Linked DNA regions of Mus musculus: all the other regions are linked to region 1. A link is a contact called in public promoter capture Hi-C data. All regions are on one chromosome and are shown on one strand. Each heading gives the region's core, a stretch centred on a gene start, on an enhancer-like site or on the middle of the called end of the contact. The rest is flanking DNA. Distances are from core to core; before and after follow the strand shown. Region 1 holds the start of Nsdhl (NAD(P) dependent steroid dehydrogenase-like). Region 2 holds the start of Ikbkg (inhibitor of kappaB kinase gamma). Region 3 holds the start of Fam3a (family with sequence similarity 3, member A). Region 4 holds the start of Gdi1 (guanosine diphosphate (GDP) dissociation inhibitor 1). Region 5 holds the start of Taz (tafazzin). Region 6 holds the start of Irak1 (interleukin-1 receptor-associated kinase 1). Region 7 holds the start of Hcfc1 (host cell factor C1).

The links. Promoter capture Hi-C pulls out the DNA fragments that hold promoters and counts their contacts.
Region 2: a contact with region 1 is called in a promoter capture Hi-C map of pre-B cells, with 14 times the contacts expected there. The contact joins the promoter of Ikbkg here to the promoter of Nsdhl in region 1. A contact is called at or near these places in 10 of 39 promoter capture datasets (the 3T3-L1 cell line, the C10 cell line, cranial neural crest and 5 more), 3 of 484 Hi-C or Micro-C datasets (CD4 T cells, CD8 T cells and liver), 1 of 115 datasets of contacts at active chromatin or transcription factors (astrocytes) and 1 of 9 other capture datasets (liver).
Region 3: a promoter capture Hi-C map of erythroid cells shows a contact between it and region 1, with 57 times the contacts expected there. The contact joins the promoter of Fam3a here to the promoter of Nsdhl in region 1. A contact is called at or near these places in 2 of 39 promoter capture datasets (erythroid cells and pre-B cells).
Region 4: a contact with region 1 is called in a promoter capture Hi-C map of erythroid cells, with 16 times the contacts expected there. The contact joins the promoter of Gdi1 here to the promoter of Nsdhl in region 1. A contact is called at or near these places in 2 of 39 promoter capture datasets (cranial neural crest and erythroid cells).
Region 5: a promoter capture Hi-C map of erythroid cells shows a contact between it and region 1, with 37 times the contacts expected there. The contact joins the promoter of Taz here to the promoter of Nsdhl in region 1.
Region 6: a contact with region 1 is called in a promoter capture Hi-C map of pre-B cells, with 5 times the contacts expected there. The contact joins the promoter of Irak1 here to the promoter of Nsdhl in region 1. A contact is called at or near these places in 3 of 39 promoter capture datasets (erythroid cells, liver and pre-B cells).
Region 7: a promoter capture Hi-C map of erythroid cells shows a contact between it and region 1, with 66 times the contacts expected there. The contact joins the promoter of Hcfc1 here to the promoter of Nsdhl in region 1. A contact is called at or near these places in 2 of 39 promoter capture datasets (erythroid cells and pre-B cells).

What each region holds. Positions count from the first base shown.
Region 1 is chrX:72,917,032-72,920,139 of GRCm38.p6, forward strand. Nsdhl (NAD(P) dependent steroid dehydrogenase-like) reads left to right here and starts at 1,490. Exons shown (of 8, transcript NM_010941.3): 1 at 1,490-1,662. Cetn2 (centrin 2) reads right to left here and starts at 1,313. Exons shown (of 5, transcript NM_019405.6): 1 at 1,283-1,313. The coding sequence starts at 1,285.
Region 2 is chrX:74,428,186-74,431,293 of GRCm38.p6, forward strand. Ikbkg (inhibitor of kappaB kinase gamma) reads left to right here and starts at 1,496. Exons shown (of 10, transcript NM_010547.2): 1 at 1,496-1,636. G6pdx (glucose-6-phosphate dehydrogenase X-linked) reads right to left here and starts at 695. Exons shown (of 13, transcript NM_008062.3): 1 at 638-695.
Region 3 is chrX:74,391,780-74,394,887 of GRCm38.p6, forward strand. Fam3a (family with sequence similarity 3, member A) reads right to left here and starts at 1,495. Exons shown (of 9, transcript NM_025473.4): 1 at 896-1,495. The coding sequence starts at 908. It also overlaps a transcript of Ikbkg not described here.
Region 4 is chrX:74,303,410-74,306,517 of GRCm38.p6, forward strand. Gdi1 (guanosine diphosphate (GDP) dissociation inhibitor 1) reads left to right here and starts at 1,603. Exons shown (of 11, transcript NM_010273.4): 1 at 1,603-2,032. The coding sequence starts at 1,988. Atp6ap1 (ATPase, H+ transporting, lysosomal accessory protein 1) reads left to right here. Exons shown (of 10, transcript NM_018794.4): 9 at 1-177; 10 at 388-1,312. The coding sequence ends at 597.
Region 5 is chrX:74,281,150-74,284,257 of GRCm38.p6, forward strand. Taz (tafazzin) reads left to right here and starts at 1,569. Exons shown (of 10, transcript NM_181516.6): 1 at 1,569-1,967; 2 at 2,123-2,251; 3 at 2,499-2,544; 4 at 2,783-2,868. The coding sequence starts at 1,859. Dnase1l1 (deoxyribonuclease 1-like 1) reads right to left here and starts at 477. Exons shown (of 8, transcript NM_027109.3): 1 at 372-477.
Region 6 is chrX:74,022,486-74,025,593 of GRCm38.p6, forward strand. Irak1 (interleukin-1 receptor-associated kinase 1) reads right to left here and starts at 1,436. Exons shown (of 15, transcript NM_001177973.1): 1 at 1,125-1,436; 2 at 881-1,048; 3 at 581-712; 4 at 364-467; 5 at 1-179. The coding sequence starts at 1,260. It overlaps Mir5132 (microRNA 5132), which reads right to left and starts at 1,113; the gene lies at 1,043-1,113. It overlaps Mir718 (microRNA 718), which reads right to left and starts at 1,451; the gene lies at 1,364-1,451.
Region 7 is chrX:73,964,812-73,967,919 of GRCm38.p6, forward strand. Hcfc1 (host cell factor C1) reads right to left here and starts at 1,546. Exons shown (of 26, transcript NM_008224.4): 1 at 1,000-1,546. The coding sequence starts at 1,192.

The DNA of each region.
Region 1 (3,108 bases), core at 240-2,739:
GGGAACCAGGACCCAGGCTTCAGTTGTCGTTGTCAAAGATGAAAAGGGAAACGATGCTTACATGGTAAAAGGAGAGAACTAACTCTTCCAAATTATTCTCTGACCGCCACACTCAGGCTAAAATGTGCTTCTCCACCAAGGAATAATAAGTGTAAAAACTAAAATAAAATTAACCCCAACTCTAAATGACAAATAGCACAAACCTCTGTGAAGAAAAAACTTTCTCTCAACTTAAAACTATTTCAATTTATATATGTCAGTTTTTACTAAGTTATAAAAAAAGAAATTGGCAATAATGAGGTTATTTTCTAATATAACTGTAAATTTGTCTTAATGTGATGTCTCATATGACTAAATTCAACTATATTTCATTGGGGAGCCACCAAATAGAAGAGAGTTTTTGTTTTAAAATAGTATATTACCATTTTCCTCCTTGTTCTTGTATAGATCAACATAGAGCAAGTGAATATATGAATATGAATTTCTAGTGTTAACATAGCCTTCATGAGAAGACATAACTCTGACCTCCACTGTCTTAAAGTTTATACTACAGAAAGTTCATGCAATTGTACCATTAATCCATGTGTCACTTTAGGAGATTCAATTTCAGTCATTTTTAAATCTAAAAAAGCATCATCAAAAGCTCTTTGAGAAACCAATTACAGTTATGGATGATCAACTGTATATGATTTCCGTACTCTCGGTTTTAGAAATGTACTTAAAACATCTACTTGTGGTGCCAGTTCCCAAGAACTCTGCTCCTCCAATTACTTATGCCTAAATTTGGCTAAATGTAAACTTACTAAGATAAAAATTATGCCGGTACAAAGTGATAAAAATCAAACCATTTGCACCTGCGTGCTTTCTCACAGCCTCTCCTGAAAGCGTTTGCGACCATCAGAACACAGTAAACCTCTTAGCACCAATGCATAAACTTTAACTGGGTGGCCGCGGCCAGGAGGCCTGAGTTTGACTGAGGCGGAAGTCTAAGGGAAGCAATAGAATGGTCACCCTGCTGTTTCCTGAAAGCCAGCGGAGGTCCAGAGGCAGTTTGTGCGGGGGTGGCTGAAGGTGACTTGGGCGAGGAGGGGGTAGTGGGAAAGAGCAGGCAAGGCAAGCTGCTGGCGGCTGTACTTTCTCTTCTACCCTTCCGGCACACAGCTCCAAGGAAGAACTAGTGCGTCAACGCCAAGAACCGTGCAAGAAAGGTAGCAAGGCTGCACCGAGGCCTAGGAAAGGACCGGGGACGCCGCGTGGGGTCCACCGAATCCCTAGCACTTACCATCACCCAACGGACTCTGCCACCGGTTGTTAAGGCAACGGCGTACTCGCAGCCTCAGCGGCGTTCCCACTGCTCCACGCGCGCACAGCCCGCTTCCCATTGGTTTGGGAACGAAGAGGTGGGGCTAACCTGGCAAAACTCGCCCAAGAGCAAGAGGGCGGTGCGTCGGCAGCCAAAGACTAGCCTCATTGGGCAAAATCATGCTGTGAGCGTCAATTGGTTGCGCCAGAGCCAAGCTAGACCAATCAACATTATGAAGGAAGCTCTGCTGATTGTGGGCTCATATCTATCAGTAGAAAAGGGTGGCGGGTGTTCAGCCAGACTTCTCTGGTTGCCGGTTGTCTGCAAGCTGAGGTCGATCATTTGAGTGTCTAAACCGGGTAAGAGTTGCGGGCTTGCCCTTAGAGGCTGCTGCGTGTGGGTGACAGAGCCTGGAGGAAGTAGGAGGGAATGGGTGGGACCCATTTTAAAACCGAGTTGGGGGACACAGAACATCTGAGGGGCCAGCAAGATATGACCAAATGGTTTGGAGGGGTGACTGTGCCAGGAGAAGCTGAGACCTCGAAACTGGAGTGGGCATGCTGAGTATTGTGTCAGTGGTTCACAGGGCTGGGGCTTAGAAACCCAATCCACATGAGGCTTTGTCTTTACATTAGCTCTACAAGAGTCACTTTAGCTCTCAGGGGAATGGGCTGGGGACTTTTAGATCTTCAAAACTCATCAAAATGTGTCCTGTTAGACGTACAGACACTCAAGTCACATGGGAAGGAGCATTCCTGAATGAGACTCCCTTGAAAGCAAAGCCACAGGAGTTTTGGAAGTATGGAATGTAAAGAGAATTAAAGGGCAAAGTGCACAACGGGTTGGGGCTACCTGGAGCTGTGCCAGGAGTAATGAAGGCCCAGGGTCGAACACAGATTCTATGTTCTACGTCCCTCAAAGCAAAGAAAATCAGTTTAGGGACTTTAAGGGCACAGTATCAGTCTCTCAAACTGAGAAAGGCCTGAGACTTAACAGCTCCCCATAAATGTAATATAGGCCCTTTGCCCTCTTTCCTTTAAGCCAGGAACCGGCTTCAAAACTTTTGTGTCTTGTTTGGCTCCTTTGTTCACTGCAGCAACAATCCCCCATATCCAGCCTCTGAGTTCTCACAGTTCCGTCCTTGAATTGTCCTCTGTTTTCTCTGTTCCTCCTCAGCCCTTCCTCAGCAGTATGAGCTGGAGTTCTCACCATAATCTGCAAAGCCTGCCATGAAATTCCTCCTTCTCCCATCACACCCACACTGTTCCCCCTCTGGCTCACTCTCACCCAGGGCACTATTTTTGCGGCTGATACATTCCTTCACTGACCTTACCCAGTCCCATGAACTTTTTAAAATTTTTTAGTATTTTGATTAATTCTTTGAGAAAATTTCACAGGTAGATATAATTTTTTTGTTTTGAGATAGGGTCTCACTCTGTAATTCTGGCTGACCTGGCACTCACTATGTAAACCAGGATGCCCTCAAACTTCACAGGGATCCATCTGCCACTGCCTCCTGAGTGCTTAGATTAAAGGTATGCACCAGCAAGCCTAGTATTGGTCTTCAGCTATTGTCACCTTCTCTGTAAAGGTAATCACTCTCTTTACTTTGTACCTGGGCCCCTCATATTGCTCCATATTTTTATAGTAGCACTTGTCACCTCCTAAGCCACTGTAAAGTTAACCTTTTTTCTTTGTTGTCTCCACTAGAAGGTAGGCACAGGAGGACAGGAATCATATTTGTGTTCACCAGTACCTGGAAAAGGAAAGACTACATGTTCAGTGTTCAGTGAACCTTAGTCTAT
Region 2 (3,108 bases), core at 246-2,745, 1.5 Mb after region 1:
GAAGAAAAGACTCATTGATATGGTAGGAGAACGAAAGAGCATTGACAACTTAACCTTATCCAAGGGTCTTTTGGGTTCTCACCAGGCTGGTGACGATTACTAAAACCACTGGCCGGGAATGCTCTGTGTGTGTGTGTGTGTGTACGCGCGCGCGCGCGCGCGCGCGCGAGCATACATGCATTCGGAGATTCAGAAACTGCTGCCTCTGAGCTCCAGCCATAACCTCCAAAGTTGCCTTCGCTAGGGGCTGTACATTACGAAAGTACTAAAGCTTTAATATAATTCACCTAGGACATCCACTGTGGGCAGCTAGATAAAATCTGGTTACGGCATCACACTCTGTATATGGGACCATCGTATCGTACTCGGGTGTCTGCCAGAAACTCCACAATGAACTGAGCACGTTTGATTGTGCAGATGATGGAGTTCAGCTCCGGCTCTCTTCTGGCCCAGTTGGGTGATCCCCGAAAGTCCCTTCTCTTCTAAAGGTCTAGTCCTCATGGGCCCAATGCGGGGAAAGTGCGGGATACAAAGGGATGGGTTAAAAACTTGTAGATTAGCGCGCATCAAAGGGACTCGCGGCGTACAAGCGTGAAGCATGTCCCTCCACCGACATGCCATCAGACCACCCCTTTACCTGAGTTTAGTTGCCGCTGCCAAACACGTTCACAGATCTGTAGCGCACAGCCAGTTTCCGGGGGCTAAGCTTCGCTGGCCCATTTAACGCAAGAGGGCGTGTGCTTTGACTGAGCTGACCCGCCTCAGGAGAGGCAGGAGGGGAGGAGCTTCGGGCTAGTCTATCATTGCAGGAGGAGATGCGCGCGCATCCCTGGCCAGCCCCGCCCTTTGGCCTTCCCCGATGCCGCTGCCCCTACAATTTCGAGATCGCAAAGTCTTGTCATAAGTGCAGCTCCACACAGTTCTCCTGGGTCCCCGTCTCCTGTGTCACCCAGCCATTATGTATGGCCTAGCTTTCCGCTGGACCTTCGAGGCCCTGCACCTTCCCGGATGACCCCACTTCCGTTAGCAGCATAGCCACGCCTTCCCTAGCTGCTAGTTTGGCTTCGGAGCTGGACTTTCGCAGCTTCCTCTAGGCTTTTTCCTTGGTGGGGGCCCAGCGGCAGAGAGCCCAGTAGCAGGACCAGACTGAAACTTGGGTGTTTTAGTGCGGATGCGGTGCCTTGAAAATGGGGTAGGGGCGAGTGTGGGCGTGGTGACGCACTACTTTAATCCTAGCAGACGGGAAAAAAGAGGCAGGTAGATCTCTGAGTTCGAGACCCTGGTCTTATGGGACCCTGTCTCAAAAAAAAAGTGTGTGTATAAGTGTGTGATGTTTATCAGTGAGGAGAGCTCTGGTGTTCTGCTGGCCGACGCAGGCTGGCGATCTAAGACTTTTCTTTGGAACAGAGTATGGCACTTTGGGGTTTTGATTCACTGGTTAATCTCCAAGCCTTTGAGTCTGTGTTTTACTTCCGGATCCCGCACTTACGACACCGGAAGCCGGAAGTGGAGTTTTCCACTGCAGAGAAGGGAAGGGTGACCGCCTGACTAGGACTTTCTAGGAGCTCCGGTTCTGTCGGAGCGGTCGGATCCCTCTGCTCCTGCCCTCTTCACTTCTGGCCGACTCTGCTGACAGGTGTGGTCCTCTTCTCCAAAGACAGGGCTCCATCGGTGGCTGTTTCGTAGCTTCCGAGACTCCAGAGGTCCACACCCTTCCCCCCACCTTAGGCCCAGTTTGTTCTGCCGCAAGCTTCTAATTATTCGCTACCCAGATTATTTAGGCTAGTCGGATTGAATCTGCCCTTCCCTTCACTGCAGCTGTCGCCTAAGGGCTTGGCCCCTAGTGCTAGAACTCTTTAGGTAGCAGACATTTTCTGTTGATCAAACTGTTTCTGAAACACGTTTTGCACTGTAGGCCAGGTAGACCTCGAACTCAAAGTTCTGCCTCAGCCTTTCGAGTGCTAGAGCAACAGGTGTTCGCCATCAGGCTAGGCTGTTTATCAAACTTGAGTGCATTTGAAGTCTTTAAAAAGTTTTCACGTGTACCTTCACAACTAAAGGTCTTACCTTCTGCACCTCAGTTTACTTTGCAAATGATTCATAGTAATCTGTTTGCCTGTCCTCATAACATTTATCTGACCTGAGAAGGAATGTGTTGTCTTGGCATTTCCTAGGAAAAAGGAAGGACCAGAGAGGGCAAGGGAGAATAGTTGGTGGAGAGGAAGGAAGGGAGTATAGGTGGTATAGGATCTTGTAGGCTGTTGTATGGACTTTGCTTTTTAACACTAGGAGAAATGGAAACTCTGAAAGAGTTCATGGTAGAGAAGAGAAGTAGTTTGAGTTATTTTTGAGGTAATTGGCCCCAGTGGGGCCAATTAACTGCAAAGGGCCATTGAAAAGGCAAAGCATGGTGACCCGTAAAGAGATTATTGCAGTAATGCAGGTGAAAGATGATAGCGCTGTCAGCCTTGAATTACTGAAAAAATTTAAAATGTACAAAAGTAGAAATAATAATATAGTAAATTCCATGTACACATTTCTTAGCTGTGACTATCAGCTCATAGTTAACTTTAATCCACACCCCATTACAATCCTTTACCATGATTATTTTCTTTTCTACAGAAGATGTTATTTTATGTGTATAGGTGCTTTGCTATGCTTTCCTAGTGCCCAAGGGAGTCAGAAGAAGGTTTCAGATCCCCTTGGATTGGAGTTACAGATGTTTGTGAGCCACATCTGCAACAACAAGTGCTCTTAATCCCTGAACCATTATCTCTCTTGCTCCACCCATTGCGATTTTCAATAACAGCTTTCTTGAGACATAATTGGCATGCTACAAAAATTACTATTTGTGTGTGTGCCCCCCACATGCATGCATGATGTATGATTTGTACAGGGAGCACAGGTGCCATGGCTAGAATGTGTAGAGCTCAGAGGACAACATTGAGTCAGCTATCTTCTTTCCACCTTTATATGTTCTCATGTCTCCAGGCTTGCATAGCAAGGGCCTTTATCCACTGAGCTGTCTCCCTTGCCCATACTTCAATATTTTTTTAAACAGTCTCTTCTAGATCCCTTCCCTTTGAGTTTCTAATCCCCTGGAGCTGG
Region 3 (3,108 bases), core at 245-2,744, 1.5 Mb after region 1:
CATACACATAAAAGTCATCTACATTGTGATTTCTATTACCTCACTCCCCAACTCTCTCCCAAAATTCTTCCAATCTAGTCGTGCTCCCATAACACCAACTAAATAACCTTCCAAACAAGACCACCTATGACTTTTATGATGTCACATTTCTGATTGTCTGACTGCTCTTTCTTGACACTTCACTACTAGATTCCAGGACAGTACTGTCTCCTGACCCCATTCTCTGGGACTCCCTTTGTTGGTTAGATTGTGTTCCATTACTCTCTCCTCAAAAGGTGTTCTTTTCCAGGCTGCCTTCTCCCATCTTCATACTGTATGGGAGATTTCACCATGCAGCAATGACACCTTACACCTCCAGCCCAGATCTGTCTTGAACTCATATCCTCCCAGCCAGTTCCTTAATGTCCAATTTGGACTTATCCACAAAGCTGCTACTTTACCAGTTTTCAAATTCTACTCTCACCCCAAACAGTCCCTCCAAGGCACATTCATGTTTGTAGTCCAGCTGACAGCAGAGCTACCACTTAGATCATACCCAACCTCAAAGGCACCTAAGTCAGTTCTCTTCTGGCTACATCTCTCTATCTCTACTATCCACTCCTCTCCATCCATTCAATCTCTGGAGATTTTATATATATATATATATATATATATCCTTAACTTATATATATTGATTATATATATTATCAACATCTATCTATATCTATCTCTCTATATAAAATCAATCCTTATAGTTTGGGAAGCTGAAGTCCTCAGAGGTGAATTTGCTCATAAAATGAGTGCTTGTGCACAGTCATCCATTAATAAATAAACAAACCAGTGACCACCCAGGCCTCTCCTAACACAGGCACTAGGACACCTGGCCTCTCTTCAGTTCGCTGTGGAAGCCACCCACCTGCCAACCTCATGTCCACTTCTCCAGCTGGGTTGAGATCTCCCGCAGGTGCACTGTTTGGGAACTGTGGGTTCTGGGGGGAATGAAACAGGAGAGAGTAGGTTTGGGGGTGGGGGCAGTGGCAAGTCTGTGCTGGGAGCGATCGGTGTTATGACTTGTTCCTCCAAACACCAGTCCAGGCTCAGTTCCTCGTGAGTGCTGGGAGAAGTCCTGCCTGGCCAGGAGAGCCTTAGGAATCCGTTGCGCCTCACAGTCTGGCTAACAGACTCCAGGACTGGAGCGTAGCAATGATTCTTCTCCACCCGGATCCCTCCGGTGCTAGGCCCGGGGCTCAGGTCGATCCGCTCGAGGCTGGTGGCAGAGATTGGGCGGGCCAAGGATGTTGTCTGGGTGTAGGGAGAAGCAGACCGGATCAGGGAGTTACCCAGTTGTCTCGCTCTGCCGGCTAGGTGAAGCAAGTGAGTCACGTAGAAAAGCTTATCAGGCACGACAATGGCCGCCCGCAGAAGGCCACAGCCCACAGGCGTCGCTCCGCCATAGGCCCATAGGCTGTGCTGTAGGTCCGCAGGTCCTCACGGAGGCTCCACCTCCAGACCGGCCTCCTCCCTCTCCTCCAGAGGCTGGGTGGGAGGTGCCGAGTGTGGCTGTGCACTCCTCTTGTGCTAAAGCTGAGCCGCCTAGCTTCCTACAGTGTCACTGCTTCAAGATGAAATCTCCTTCTAGACTTTGAGGTACTATACACTTTACAGTTCATGTTTGCTTAACTCTATGTAACCCAGGCTGTTCTCAAACTTGGAGCGATTCACCTGCTTCAGGCTCTCAAATGTTGGAATTACGGGCATAAAACACCAGAGCCCCCATTCCCACTTCCTCCACACGTCCTCTTAGGTGAGCGATCTATTTCTATATTTGATGAGCTGAAGCTCCGATTGTGACTTGATATCAGAGCTTTCATGGCTCATAAGAGGATGGATGCGGGGACACAGATAATGACTTAAGGTTGATATGTGTTCTTTAAGAGCATGGACGGTTCAGAAGCACATGCGGAGGTAAACCTGAGCCTTTGGTTGCTTTCTTTCTGCTTAGTGTTCTTTCGTGAGAGCGTTCTGTTTTATGTATCAATCAGTGAAGGGATGTTTGGAACATTGCTCCTGACCCTCATGTTTGAGCCTTTTCCCCTGACCGCCTACAGTGCCAGGGCAGCTGGGCCAGTCCTTTTAAGCTGGATCTATCTGTGTCTCAGGCAGCTGCATTCCTGTCCTTTGACCCAATGGTCTTACTTACAGGAACTCCACCCCACTTCCATAATGCTCCAAAATACAGAAAAGTTTACAGAAGCACTGTTTTGGTTAGATGATAGCGTTTTCAATTTGGTTACACTTGTAATCTCAGCACTTGGAAAGTGGAGACGGGAGAGGAGGATAAAGGGTTTAAAGCATCCTCGGCCACTTAGCAACTTTGAGGTCAGCCTTAGCTGCATGAAACCTGTCTCAGGGAATCTGATGTCTTATTCTGACCATCTCAGGCGCCAGGCATGCATGTGGTACACGTACCACATGTGGTACATGTAGGGAAACCACTTATATAAAAAAAATAAAATTTCAAAAATTGTAGGAAGCTGGAGAGATGACTCAGTGGTTAAGGGCACATACTGTTCTTGCAGGATACCCGGGCTGGATTCCTTACACTCACATAAGGCAGCTCACAACCGCTTCAGGGGATCTGGCACCTCTCTGATCTCTTCCTCCTCTTCCTCCTCCTCCTCCTCCACACACACACACAAATAATAATTAATTTTTAAAATAAAACATTAAGTAAAGATAAAATAGTAACAGCAACAACAACAAAATGAATATTAAAAAAAAAAGAATACAGTAGTTTCCATATTGACTGAGTACTTCCTCATAGGCACTCTCCAATGCTTGTGGTCAAGGGCATCTGTAGACCAGGCTGGCCTCAAATGTACAGAATGATGGAATTAAATGCCTTCTGAATGATGGAATTAAAGGCGTATGCTAACACACCCAGTCCTGCTACATATTTTTTGAGATGGGAATTTCGTATATTCTTTAACTCACTATGTTTCCAAGGATGTCCTTGGACCTCTTGCTTATACCTACTTAGTTCTGGGATTATAGGTGGAGATCCAGGTCTTTTATGACTCATGGGACAAACTTTCAGTCTATTTTCTCCAGGACTTTGTGTGTGTGTGT
Region 4 (3,108 bases), core at 353-2,852, 1.4 Mb after region 1:
ATGGAACGACTTGAAATCCACAGCAATGGCTCTGTTGCCCATTTCAATGTTTCCCAAGTCACAGGACCTAGCATCTATTCTTTCCACTGTGAGTACGTCAGCAGTGTGAGCAAGAAAGGCAATCTCCTTGTGACCAACGTGCCCTCAGTCTGGCAGATGACTCTTCATAACTTCCAGGTATTGAAAGGGTGATGGGCCCCAAGCTGGTGGCAGTAAGGGGAGGGAAGAAGGGCCCAGAGAATCTCAGTATGGTTTGAGCATGTAGCTGAGAGTTCCAGCCTTGTGCAGTCTCTGAAGGTATAGATTATTCATTGATTCCAGAATCCCAGCTCTTACTGTGTGTGGAACCTTGTGGAACCATCTGATCCATGTCAATGTGTCTCCTAGATCCAGGCCTTCAATGTGACTGGTGAACAGTTCTCCTATGCTAGCGACTGTGCTGGTTTCTTCTCTCCGGGCATCTGGATGGGTCTGCTCACCACCCTCTTCATGCTTTTCATATTCACCTATGGTCTGCACATGATACTCAGCCTAAAGACCATGGATCGCTTTGATGACCACAAGGGCCCCACCATCACTTTGACCCAGATTGTGTGACATACACCTGAGAGGAATTGAGGGAGTATTGGTGTCTAGGTTGTCATGTTTCTGTTTTGTGACACAGTGGATGGAAAGGTTTGTCCTCTTCCTACTATAGCATGAACCCTACATACGCCACCCTCAGTCTCTCTTGCTTCCTCTTTAACCCGGAGAGGGACTCCCCTGTGGCTATCCCCCATCTCTACCAACAAAGTGTATTCTTCATAGATATTAGATAAATCTTCCAGGCTTCATCATCAAGAGGGGAAGGGACCTTAATTCTAGGGTCTCCCCTTTACCCTCTCTCCTTATTTATTCTTGCCCCTCTGCTATTATTCCTTGCTGTTTATAGTGCTTTTGTGTAGTAAATGCTCACTCCCCAAGCTTTATGGAGCTTCCAGCAACAGCCATGAACTTGAGGTTCCTTGAATTTGCGAGGTGTGGAAAGACTACTTGACTGTCTGTCCAGCTTAGCTGTTATGTTTTTTGGGGGGGAGGGGTGATGTGTTAAGAGTGAGTGGTACACTGGGGTTTATTTCTGTGGCCTGGGAAGGAAGAAACCATCACGAGGATTGGTGAACAAAGTGTGCTCACTGGGTTTCTGGATTATTCCCATAAAGACTGCCTGTCAAGAGGCCGGAGGTGTGTGTGGGGGGTTGCTCTGTTGTTTCCTTCCTAATAAAATAAAGACGTGTTGCCTTGTGTTGGGCTTCGTGTCACTCATTTCTGCACTGAACAGTAGATTTTTTTTTCTTGACTGAAGGGAAGAAGTGCTCAGATGTAGTCCAGTCATGCAAGAGGTGAGAGAGGAAGGGTGGGAGGGTCTTCAGTAAGCTGATACTCTTAACAAACCTACTTAGAGTAGAGGCTTGTTACTTTTCCTGGCCTTGGGAGGAATCCTGACAATGGTAGCTCCGCTACTGTGCAACAACACACAGCAGGGCTTCCATACCTTGTGTTTCTCCCAGGGGGCGGTACGGGAGCGCGCGGGGCGGGGCGGGGCGCGCGCGGCTCCCGCGCAAGGATCTTTCGGAGGACTCAGCACCTGCTGCCGGCCTGCCCCGCCCCGTATTTTTCTGGGCTCACGAAGAGCCCCGATAACCCCTGCAGTCATTCTGGTGCTGGGACCCAGGTGACAGAAGCCCTCCCAGAAAACAAGCAAGGAAATGATGACTGGTTGGGCGGGGCGGGGCCAGCGGAGAGAGAGAGGGACTCATTAACGCTGCGTAGGGATCAGGAGACAACCGACAGACGCCATCTTTGGTTCAGTGCGGCGGCAGTGACAGAAGCAGCGGCAGGGGCAGCAGCAGCAGCGGCAGTAGCAGCAGTAGCAATAGTAGAGGTAGTGGTAGCGGCTGCTGTGGTGAAGGAGGAGGAGCAGAGCGGACGCTGGTACCAAGGCCTGATCATGGATGAGGAATACGATGTGATTGTGCTGGGGACAGGTCTTACCGTAAGTGCCACTTCAGGCTCTCATAGCCCTGCATCATGCCATCCCTCCCCACCCCACGCCATCCCTCCCCACCCCACTCCATCCCGCATTGATGCAGAGTCCGGTATCCGATCCATCCTCCCATCATCCTAGCTCCAGCCCTGGGAAAACCAACCCCATGCCCAACCCACTACCTCACCCTAGGATGTCGATTCCAGTTCCCAATTCTCTGTAGAGGGCCCCACTTTGTCCTGTGTTCCTGCACTCTAGTACTTAACCTCAGACCCCTATTCTTCCCTATCTCTATCACCGAGGTGGAAAACTCACCCCCCCACACACACAGTGGAACCATTGCACCCAGCCCCCACCCTTTGCCTGAACTCATCACCTGCTCCAAGGCCTTGATTAGCATCCCTTACCATCTTGTGATCAAACTAGGGGATGGAATATGAAGATGGGTATGGGGACATTACAAGGGTGGGCCCTCATCATGCTTTTCTGCTTTTTGGGATGGGATAGGAAACCCATGGAATGTTCCAGAGACAGCAGGAGTGTGTGTGTGGGGGGTGTGGGGGGGGGGTAGTGACCACTTTACCTCTGCCCCAACTTGGTTTCCCATGGAGATCTCAGACTGAATATATATCCTCAGCCTTTGTCCTTGGGTTAGTGACTGACTGGTGAGGGTGTTTGTCTCTTCCCTGCCCCCGCCCCCCCCAACCCCCACCCCCGGCCTAAATCTTTTTAGTTTGAACCCTGAGTCTAGACCAGTGGATAGGGCCAGAAGAGAGTCAGGGGCTCCTGCCCTTTGAAGGAGGAGCAGGGTGGGGCCTGGGATTTCAAGGACTTGGCCTTCTCTTTCAAAGGTCCTTTGAATTGGTTCTTCTTGTAGACTCATTGTCTTTTTGTGGGCTCAGAGAAGTAGATACTTCTCTTGGCTTGTTGATGCTGGAAGACTTGGAAGCTGAAAGCTCTGCCCCCCAAACCTCCTTTAATGCTCCAGTAGTTTACTCAGCAGGGTTGTAAAGGAAACATCATATGAAGCCATCTTCTCCTCCCCAGTTTTAGGCACTGAAAAGAGCTGCATTATAAAATTGGTG
Region 5 (3,108 bases), core at 319-2,818, 1.4 Mb after region 1:
TGGTTTGTTCTGTCTTCCTGACTCTGCACATCTTAGTGTTTCTGCCACAGTATCTTCCTAGCTGGCCTTGATATTTGTTTCTCTCTGGTCACCTGTTCTGTCACTCATACTTATTTTGGTCTCCTTGCACTGGGGTGTCTGTTTTGGAATACATGTGAGCACTGGGGCAGTTCTGCACTGGCCAAGCTATATTTGGAGACTGAGACCACTAGGACTCTGAGGATGAACCAGAAAGAATAACTGTTCCTGGCCTCAGCATAATGCTTCCTAGTCTTCCAAAGACAGCTTTAGCTTGAAATTCCCTTTCCTTCTGAAGTTCCTCCCCAGTAGAGACAACCTCCTCCCTTTCCCTACCCGCAGGATTCTCATACCTCCACAGCCCAAGTCGGCCCCACGCCTGCCTCAGCGTTGAACCGAATAAAACATTCCACTCCACAGAATCGCAGCTCCAGCCAAGGCGGGTAAGGACGCGCAGTTGGGTGTGTGTGGGGGGGAAATGGGAAGAAGAGGCGCGGGTTTCCAGACACACCCAAAGGGGCCGGCTCCACAACTTTCCCGTCCCAAGTAGCAAGGCTGAGCGCCACCCTTCAGCCCAGGAGCTGGTTTCCAGACCCACCCAAAGGGGCGGGCCATAAGCAAGGCTGAGCTCCACATCCCTGTCCAGTAGGCTGTGCCTGAGAACTGGCTACCTGCTGGCCCACCCCGCCCATGATGGGTGTTTCTTTTGCCAAGCGAATAGCAACTTGGGGAGCTGGCGGCCTCTGCTCGACGAATCCGCCTGAAAGCAAGTCGAGGAAGCGTCCTTGCTTGTTGTCGCAAACATGCCTACTATCACCCGTGCCAAGAAGCAGCAGTCTATCATTGAACAGTTACCTGGACCTAGGGAAAAAGGTGAGGTAGGCTTGCTCATTCTTTGGCCAGTTCCCCTGCAGCAAAGAGCAGAGCAGAGGCAGTCTTCTCTCAGGGTCCTCAGGCCCTGAACCACAATGTTGGTGCGCACTCCCAAATTAAGTTTGCCTGTGTGACGACTGCTCAGAAAACCCAAAGCAAAGGACCTTATGCACAGGATGGGTAGCGCGACTGACCTGTTCAGGTCCCCACTGGAGTGGCAGTTTAGAAAAATGCCTCATGGCAGAAATTTGTTAGTTCTGGTACCACATGAATACTAGGCAAATGCTCTATCGTGGAGATAACCAAATGCCCCAACCCCCAGATCACTGGGAGAAATAGTACAATAAAAGGCAGAGAATAATAGACGCGGACACCCGATGCCCTTTTCCGGTCTCTGTGTGAGCCTTCAGAAGCATGCATAACCGGATACACATCGGGTGGGACAGGGAAAGAGAACAAGTAAAAAGTTTCCACCAGCCTACGACTTGCGTAGCTTCAGGTAATGGTGCTGTGTAGCTAATGTCGCCTGTAGACACTAGAATTATGGAATCAAAGAGACGCAGCACTGCTTAAGGCGGTTTGGAGCCAAAACCTTGACGGGGGAGGGGCCGGAGCGAGGCTGGCGTAGACCCGCCCTGGCAGCCGTCAAGCAACCTAGGCATGTTTTGCGACAACAGGCAAGGACGCTTCCTCGAGTTGCTTTCCGGCTGATTCGTCGAGTGAGGCCGTCAAGACTTGGTTTCTAGTGCGCATTGCTTTGTACAGCAGTCCCGTCTCGTCGCCTGAGCAGCGGCTCTTCTCTATCCAGAGAACAGTGCTAGGGAGGTGCTGAGCTGTTCCACCAGGTGACCTTAGTCTAGTCCTCTGCCAGTCTGTTGGAGATCCTTCTCCTGAGTGGTAGAGGACATCGGCTGGCCTGGGGCAAGAGGAACTCTGGGCTCCGGGGGCGGGGCCGGAGCCGGAGGAGATGCCCCTCCATGTGAAGTGGCCATTCCCCGCGGTGCCCCGGCTCACCTGGACTCTAGCCAGCAGCGTCGTCATGGGCCTAGTTGGCACCTACAGCTGCTTCTGGACCAGTGAGTGGCAAAAGGCCAAGGCAGAGTCTGTTCACAGGCCTCTGGCCTGGCTGGGGGTTTTCGGACTGGGAATATGGCAGGGGCTTTTCTGGCACAGTAAGAAGCCTCGGGCAGGTGGAAATGACCTAGAGCTTGGGACTGACTTCTCTTCCCAGAGTACATGAACCACCTCACCGTGCACAACAAGGAAGTGCTGTATGAGCTCATTGAGAACCGAGGCCCTGCCACCCCCCTTATCACCGTCTCCAACCACCAGTCTTGCATGGATGACCCTCATCTCTGGGGTATGGTGCCAGTGTGCTGGGTTCAGGGAGGCAAAACAAGAACAGGCCCCCACCAAAGACAGATTGACTTCCCACCAGGCTCTTTTGAAAAACTTTACCTTGTTTGGGGGATATACTGCCTAACTGCTGGAAGTTTTGTGTGTCCCCCTTAGGATTCCTCCAGGGAATGTGATTTAGACAGGATATCAGAAATTTAAAAGGAGTGTGGAAGTAGCCATGTCACATCAAGGACTTTACTTTTTCACAGGGATCCTAAAACTCCGCCACATCTGGAACCTGAAGTTGATGCGTTGGTGAGGAGGAATGGGCCCCTTGAAGTGACCCATCCATTTCTGCCCAGATTTGCCTTTCTCTGCTCAGGAGTTGGCATCCAGCCTTCCAGGAAGGGCATGGGTGGGGCTCCTTAGGGCCTTCTCTTGGAGCTTCATTCTGTATGGCAGTGATGGCAGGCATTATATTGGGTGGGGAGAGTTGGGGACAAGCAATGGGAAGTCTTGGAGGCAGGGATGATTGGGTCTATTGCTGCTCTAGGACCCCAGCAGCTGCAGACATCTGCTTCACCAAGGAGCTGCACTCCCATTTCTTCAGCTTGGGCAAATGTGTGCCTGTGTGTCGAGGTGAGCTGCTCCTCTGGGAGGCATGTCCAGGCCTCCCTTGGGGACAAGGAAGCTGGTGGTCAATGCGTCTGTCTTAGAAGGACTTAGGGGAGCCATGATATGGCAGTATAGTTGGCAGAGAATAGGAAGAGGGATGATCACTTAGAATCTCTGCAGTCCAAAACTCTGGTGTGAGAATTCAAGGAAGCTGTATTTGCAGTCCCTTCTGAATCTACCACTCCTGTCAGGGAGAACAGTGTG
Region 6 (3,108 bases), core at 186-2,685, 1.1 Mb after region 1:
TTCACAGCATATGTAGTATTTCTCATGACTGCTCGGTACACACATCCAAAACCACCCTCTCCAATCCTGAGTTCTTCAGAGAAGTTGCAGGTGCCTTGGGAAATCTCACAGAAGGGCCAGCAAAACGGGGAGGGATGGGCTCTTTGGAGGCCAGACACTGGGCTCTCTGGGCTTGACTGCTGGAAGAGACCATGGACCAGGCGAGGACCCTATCTATTCCCTTTGGTCCAGGTTGAAAGCTCCCTTCAACACTAGTTGTCTCTCAGATGACCTGGCTGTGCTGATTTGGGCTCTGTGGTACACCAAAGGTTAAGTTTCTTCCTCTTTGTCTGGAAAATTCCCTGGGGGTTAAGAGACACCTACCTTGGTGGAGGAAGGGGCTGAAGATGGTAGTGGTGGCCCGAGGGAAACAGGGAGTGGAACCTGGAGGAGCTCTGACTCAGAATGGGTCTGGGAGCCTGGAAAAGCTTCATAAAGATGGCAGTGAGAGGCAGAGACCAGCAGCAGTCTACAGCCATGTCAGCAGTCATGGTGGCCTTTTCCTCAGGCATATCAAGCCCAACACCCGGGTTCTTTTTACCTGGGGAGAGGAAGGTGGAGGCAGAGGACTGCAATTTCCGGGGGCTCCAGTCCCCGGCCTCAGAGCCTGCAGAGATGCTGCTGGGCCTTGGGGCAGCGGTGCTTGGGGGCACAACGGGGGCAGGAGGGTGCCCTGGGATAACAAGGAAGGAAAGGAGGGTTGTGACTCAGAGCTCTCTATCTCTAAGTGAAGGGGTGGGGGGGGGGGAGTTCCCATATGGTTCCCTGTCTCAGGAAACTCTGTACCCGTCACCCCTCTTGGGTTCCCATCCCTAGGGTCCCTGGGGCTATGCTCGCTCACAGGCTGTGATGATGTCCCTCGCACGCAGCAGCTGCAGGTGCGTGAGGATGTGAACGAGGTCAGCTACGCGCGCGTTGCGGTTGATCCAGGGCCACAGAACACTGGCTGTGCGCTGCTCGGAGCGCTCGCACAGCCGCAGCTCTGTCTGGTCGCGCACGATCAAGGCCGCTGCGGGATGGGGAACATCAGGCTTCAGCTCCAGAAGCCTGAGTCCACCACCCCACGCCGGCCTGCCGTCACCCACCGAACTGGCACCAGTCGGCGGGCTCCAGGGCGTCCATCACTTTGTAGAAGCGGCACATAACCCAGGGTGGCACCTCGTACAAGAAGTGCTGGGCGCCTGGAACCACAGGCTCCCCGGGGCCCGGCCCCCCGGCCATGGCCGCCGCCGCCGCCCCCGGGCCGAGGCCTCTCGGGGCCTCGGCGGGCGCGGGCCTTAGCGGGCCGGGTCCGCGGACACTGACTCACTTCCCCTTCAGGCCGGCCTCGTGCGACACCCGGCCGGGCGGAAGAGGCGGCGCTCGACCCGCCGCCATCTTGCCCTCCGCGGCCTTCCGCCACACGGGGGCGTCCCGCGCCGCCCTTGACGCGGGGAAGGAGCTCTGCTACGTAGGAGGGAGTCCCTAATGGGAGAACCGAGGTCTGTGGTCCTACACAAACATCTGAATAGGGCTGAACAGGATGAAGAATGACTTCCAGTTCTAGAGACAAAGGGCACGATGTTTTTACACGATGTTCTACAAAGGCAGTTTATGCCAAGCCTGGTGAAAGTCACGGAGAGGCTACCCTCGCTTTAGTTGGGGAGCAGTTTGAGAGCCAGCCAAATTGTTGGTCAGTCAGGGTTAAATATGGGTAACAAAATGGCCCTCTGGCAGACTGTAGTCATTTGGTGATAAGGATGGATGCCCTGAGAATGGTCTGGAAGAGTGTATACCATGCTACTGCTTGTGTGCTAGATCTCCATGCCCCCACCACGCCCCCAGGAACCTTCCAGCAGCTGGGCCAGCAAGTGTTAGATCACAGAATCTGCCTGTGCAGGATTCTAATTAGCTTTCCAACTAACACATTTATGTCTCTTAACATACACATGGTGTTCGGCTCTAAATGTCCCTTTCCTTTTTCTGTCACACTTTTATCTTAGTTTGCACTTCTCTCCATAAGGATAGTAGGGTCTAGCAGCTTCTCCTACCCCTTTCTAGAGTAGTTGTTGGTGATACCACCTGTTGTGACCTTTAGCCACATGAATGAGTGTCTCTTGCCTATTCCTCTACTGTTCTCCATTCAGGGTTTTCTTTGGCCTTTTTGGTCACTATGACACACATCTCAGCGCACACTACTTTCTCATTATGCTCTCTGAAGTCCTCTTCATATGAGTGCACTACTCTTAGCATTAGCCATTGCCACTCACCTGCACAGACTGTATGGCTTGGATAGTGCTCCCTGCTCAGGTGGTCTTCCTCAAGTACAAATCACTAAAGCCCAGCTCTTTAAAAGAGCTGTTAGGAAGATGGCATAGCCAGCCTCTGTCCACCCACCTGAACTTATATACACCAACAGCCTTAAGCCAGATAGAACTCTTTAGATGTTGGGCTTGGTGGTACACCCCTTTAATTCCTGCACCCAGAAAACAAAGGCAAGTGAATCTCTGTGAATTTGAGGTTAGCATGGTTTAAGTTCCAGGTCAGCCAGGGATACAAAGTGCAACCCTACCTCAGATCAAGACCAAACCTGAAAAAAACAAACAAACAAAAAACAAAACAAACAAAAAACCCAAACCCTGTTTAGTAGGTGTCCTGAAAAGAACTTATTCTGTTCTGAAATTGAGTTTGCATATACACCCCTGCTGTAGCCATTCCTGATAAGATTGAACATAAACAGCTGTGGGGAAAACTTCCTAAACCCAGCTCCTCTCTTGAACACACCTTGAGCTTGCTGGAGTTCTGTACCTCTAAACTTTTCTCACTTCTCACTGCCCAGGGATGATCCACAGGCAGCAACTTGGTATTCCTTGTTTGGCCAGCTGAAAGCATGCTTGTAAAGCGGCAGCTTTCTTCTCCTGACCAGTTTCCCCAACAAACACTTTTTGTCATATCAATCCTAACTACAAAGGGTTCTCTCTCACTAGCCTGACCTCTAAGGAACTTATAGTATGTCTTCAGAAAGGTCTACACAAGATCCATGGCTGGCTCCCACTGGGGCCTCTTCTTTGAAGCCACAGTAATTGTGGC
Region 7 (3,108 bases), core at 296-2,795, 1.0 Mb after region 1:
CTCAGGCCAATCCCCCGTACTACATGTGCAGAAAGTGCCAAGAGGCTACCAGAGAAGGACTCAAAGCTTTCTGCCCTAAAGACAGAGCAAGGGAAGCAAGCAAGGAACAACATGTGGCTCCCATAAGGGAGGGGACAGAGGCCAGGCTTTAGATCAGCTATACCTGCAGATAGGCTCCTCCCAATTTGCAAGGGCTTGGGTTTGGGGAAGGAGGCACTAGTTAACCCCTTCAATCTCTCTCTCTCTCTCTCTCTCTCTCTCTCTCTCTCTCTCTCTCACACACACACACACACACACACACACACACACACACACAAAAGACACACTGAGCCCTCCAGTCTGCTATGGGGGGCGGGGTGGGGGAACTCAATTGTTAAGGCACCAGATTAGGAAAAGAAATAATTTGAAGGAAAAAAAAACTACAAAAATTCACAACTGGTACAATACCCCCATGTGTGTGTAGGGGGGGGCAGTATAGTCATCATGCCATTCGTATTTGCCACGAGGGTCTCATTAGTCTGTTAAAAGCCTGCACCTTAAAGAATGCTTCCCTCTTTTTTTCTGGGTGTAGAGAACGGATCTGTGATCTAAATATTATCTTTTCTCCCGAACGAGCATGGGCGCTGGAGATGAGGACTATCGCAGGAGGGGGGAGGATTCCGCCTGCGCCAAGAGAACACATCCGCTGCCGCGCCAGCCCCAGCCCACTGGGTAACGGTGTACGTCTGAAGTCACTGTCGCCCGCGACATCCCCTCCCCCTCACCAGTCGGAGTAGAGGGTTTCTCTAAGTACCGAAATGCAACCTTTAAACACAGAAGAGTACGGGGGTGTAAGAACGGGGGTTGAAAAATCAGGGAGAAAGCAAAGATGGCAATAAGTGCAAAGAGAGAAGGAAAACACATCAGGGGAGTGAGATAGGAAAAGAGAAGATAGGGAAAAGAAGGGTTAGGAGAGAGATGGAGGGAAGACTTTGAGAAACCCAGGGCGGTAGCACTTACCAGTGTTGTACACGTGTAGTTCGTCCACTATCCCCTCGTTGCCGCCGCCAAACACCACTATAAGCTCCTTGATAGCCACTGCACGGTGGCCGTGGCGGGGTCGGGGCACGGGACCCGACCAGCCCACCACCCGTTTCCAGCGGGGCTGCAGAAGCACCGCTGGCAAGTTTGCGGGAGACACAGCCGAAGCCATAGTTCCGGTTAAGGATGCAGTGGGAAGAGGTCACTGAATGGGAGGATACCCTTAATTCTTCACACACCCCCTTTCGTCTAAGGCAGCTCTCACGAAGAAGCGGCTCCTTACACAGCGGTGGACGACTCCATGGAGGCCGCCATCTTAACTATCCTCCTTCCTTTGGCTCTTCCCCCCCTTCTCACTCAGCTCGTATCCTTAAAAGCTTCTCAGAACTGCAGAGCACCTATTCCCGAGAAGCTGGAGGCCACTGAGCGCCGTCGCTCTAACTATTTGCCTGGGTGTTCCCGCTTAGAACCTCGAGCAGGAGGCTCTGGGAGCCGCCATCTTGAGCCGCCTCTCTCTCCTCCCTTCCTCAGTCGTAGCCCTCCCCCGCCGGAAATGGCGGAGCCCCGGCCCGGTTCCCACACCCCCCGTCCCCAGCACTGGCTGGCTTCCGGGGCGGGTGGAAAAGAGCCACAAATGCCGCGGTTGTCTCAACTTCGCCGACAGTCAGACCACAATTGTGGAAGCCGCCATCTTGAAACCGTCCTGCTTCCCCACCCAGCACTTAGTACAACCACCGATCGCAGAACCCCAACGTTCCTAAGTAATAAAGGCGTGTCAGAGGCTGGCGGAACGGGCTCCAACTCTCAGTTGCTGCTCGAAGCCCCGACCCGTATGGCTCGAGAGGTTTTGCACCTCTCCCTTGAGTCCGCCTCTGCTATTCAGGCTGTGGCGGCCGCCCTGGGAGCCGCCATCTTGAGACTAGCTTCTCTTCCCCCCCCCACCCCACCTATCCTCTTCTTCCTGGACAGTTCTTCCACAGCAAACCAAACGCAAGGCAGCGTCCAATCCTCGCTTCCCTCCTTAAGACTCCTTCCCACAGGAGCCGCTCGAAAGAGCAGGAGTTAAGACCCGAAGTGACAATTGTACGGCAGAAGAAGCGGTAACGGCAGGGCGATCATGCCTCCTCCCTGGGAGCCGCCATCTTGTGTGAAGAAGTAACAACTAAACATGGCGGCTATCGGGCGAGGGGGCGGGGTCAGAAGACGTCACCTTTCCCCCTCCTCCCCGCCTTCGCACGTCTTTGACTCTGGTCTCAAGCCTCTTAAAGGACCCAAAGCTCATAAAGAATTAAAAGCTTCTTTAAAAACCAGTGCGTTGTCTATTTGCGGGCGAGTTGGTGCTCTGTGCAGTAAGCTAGAGACAGTAGAGTTCAGGTCAGGTGCAGTAGTGCCCCGCCCTGCACTCCCCCCCACCAGGGCTCTTCCACGCCTCCACTCTGGGAGTCGCCATCTTGCCACTTCCCCACGCCCGGTCGTCTGCGGGCGTCAATAGCGAGTTTCAGCACAAAACAAAGATGGCCGCGGCATCTAGGGATGCCCGGATGAAAATCTAACTCCGTTCAGTCGCTTGGCCACGCCCCCTGGGAACTGTCTCCCAGGTCGCTGATGGGACACAAACCAGAGAAATGGCCTTTAACTAGCAGTGGCGGCATGACACATGGTAGTTAAGGGTGGCAAAGAATACTGCGATTGCACCCTTTGCTGAGAAGCATCTCTTTTCCCGCTCCGAACACTCTGCGACACTTAGAACCCAGCTACAGCGGGTAGCTGCAGGCGGGGCCAGAGCGGAAGGTGACGCCATGAGCTCACAGGGGCGGAGCTGCTGCCCGCTCCCAGGAGCGCCAGCAACACCCCGAGGCGTCTCCACATCCGCCCGCGCCTCCCGAAGGACTCGGCCACGCGCTCTGAATTGCAGCGCACCAGGCTACCCGCAGCCAGCGGCCCTGGGAGGCTACCGGCACCGGAGCAAAGCCAGCGCGGGAGCAGTCTGCGCCACTCGCGTCACCCGCCCCGCCTTCTTCCCAGGGCTTCTCGCCCCACCTTTGCGCAGGCGTACAACATCTTTATGGGTCCGCCCTTTTTTGAGAT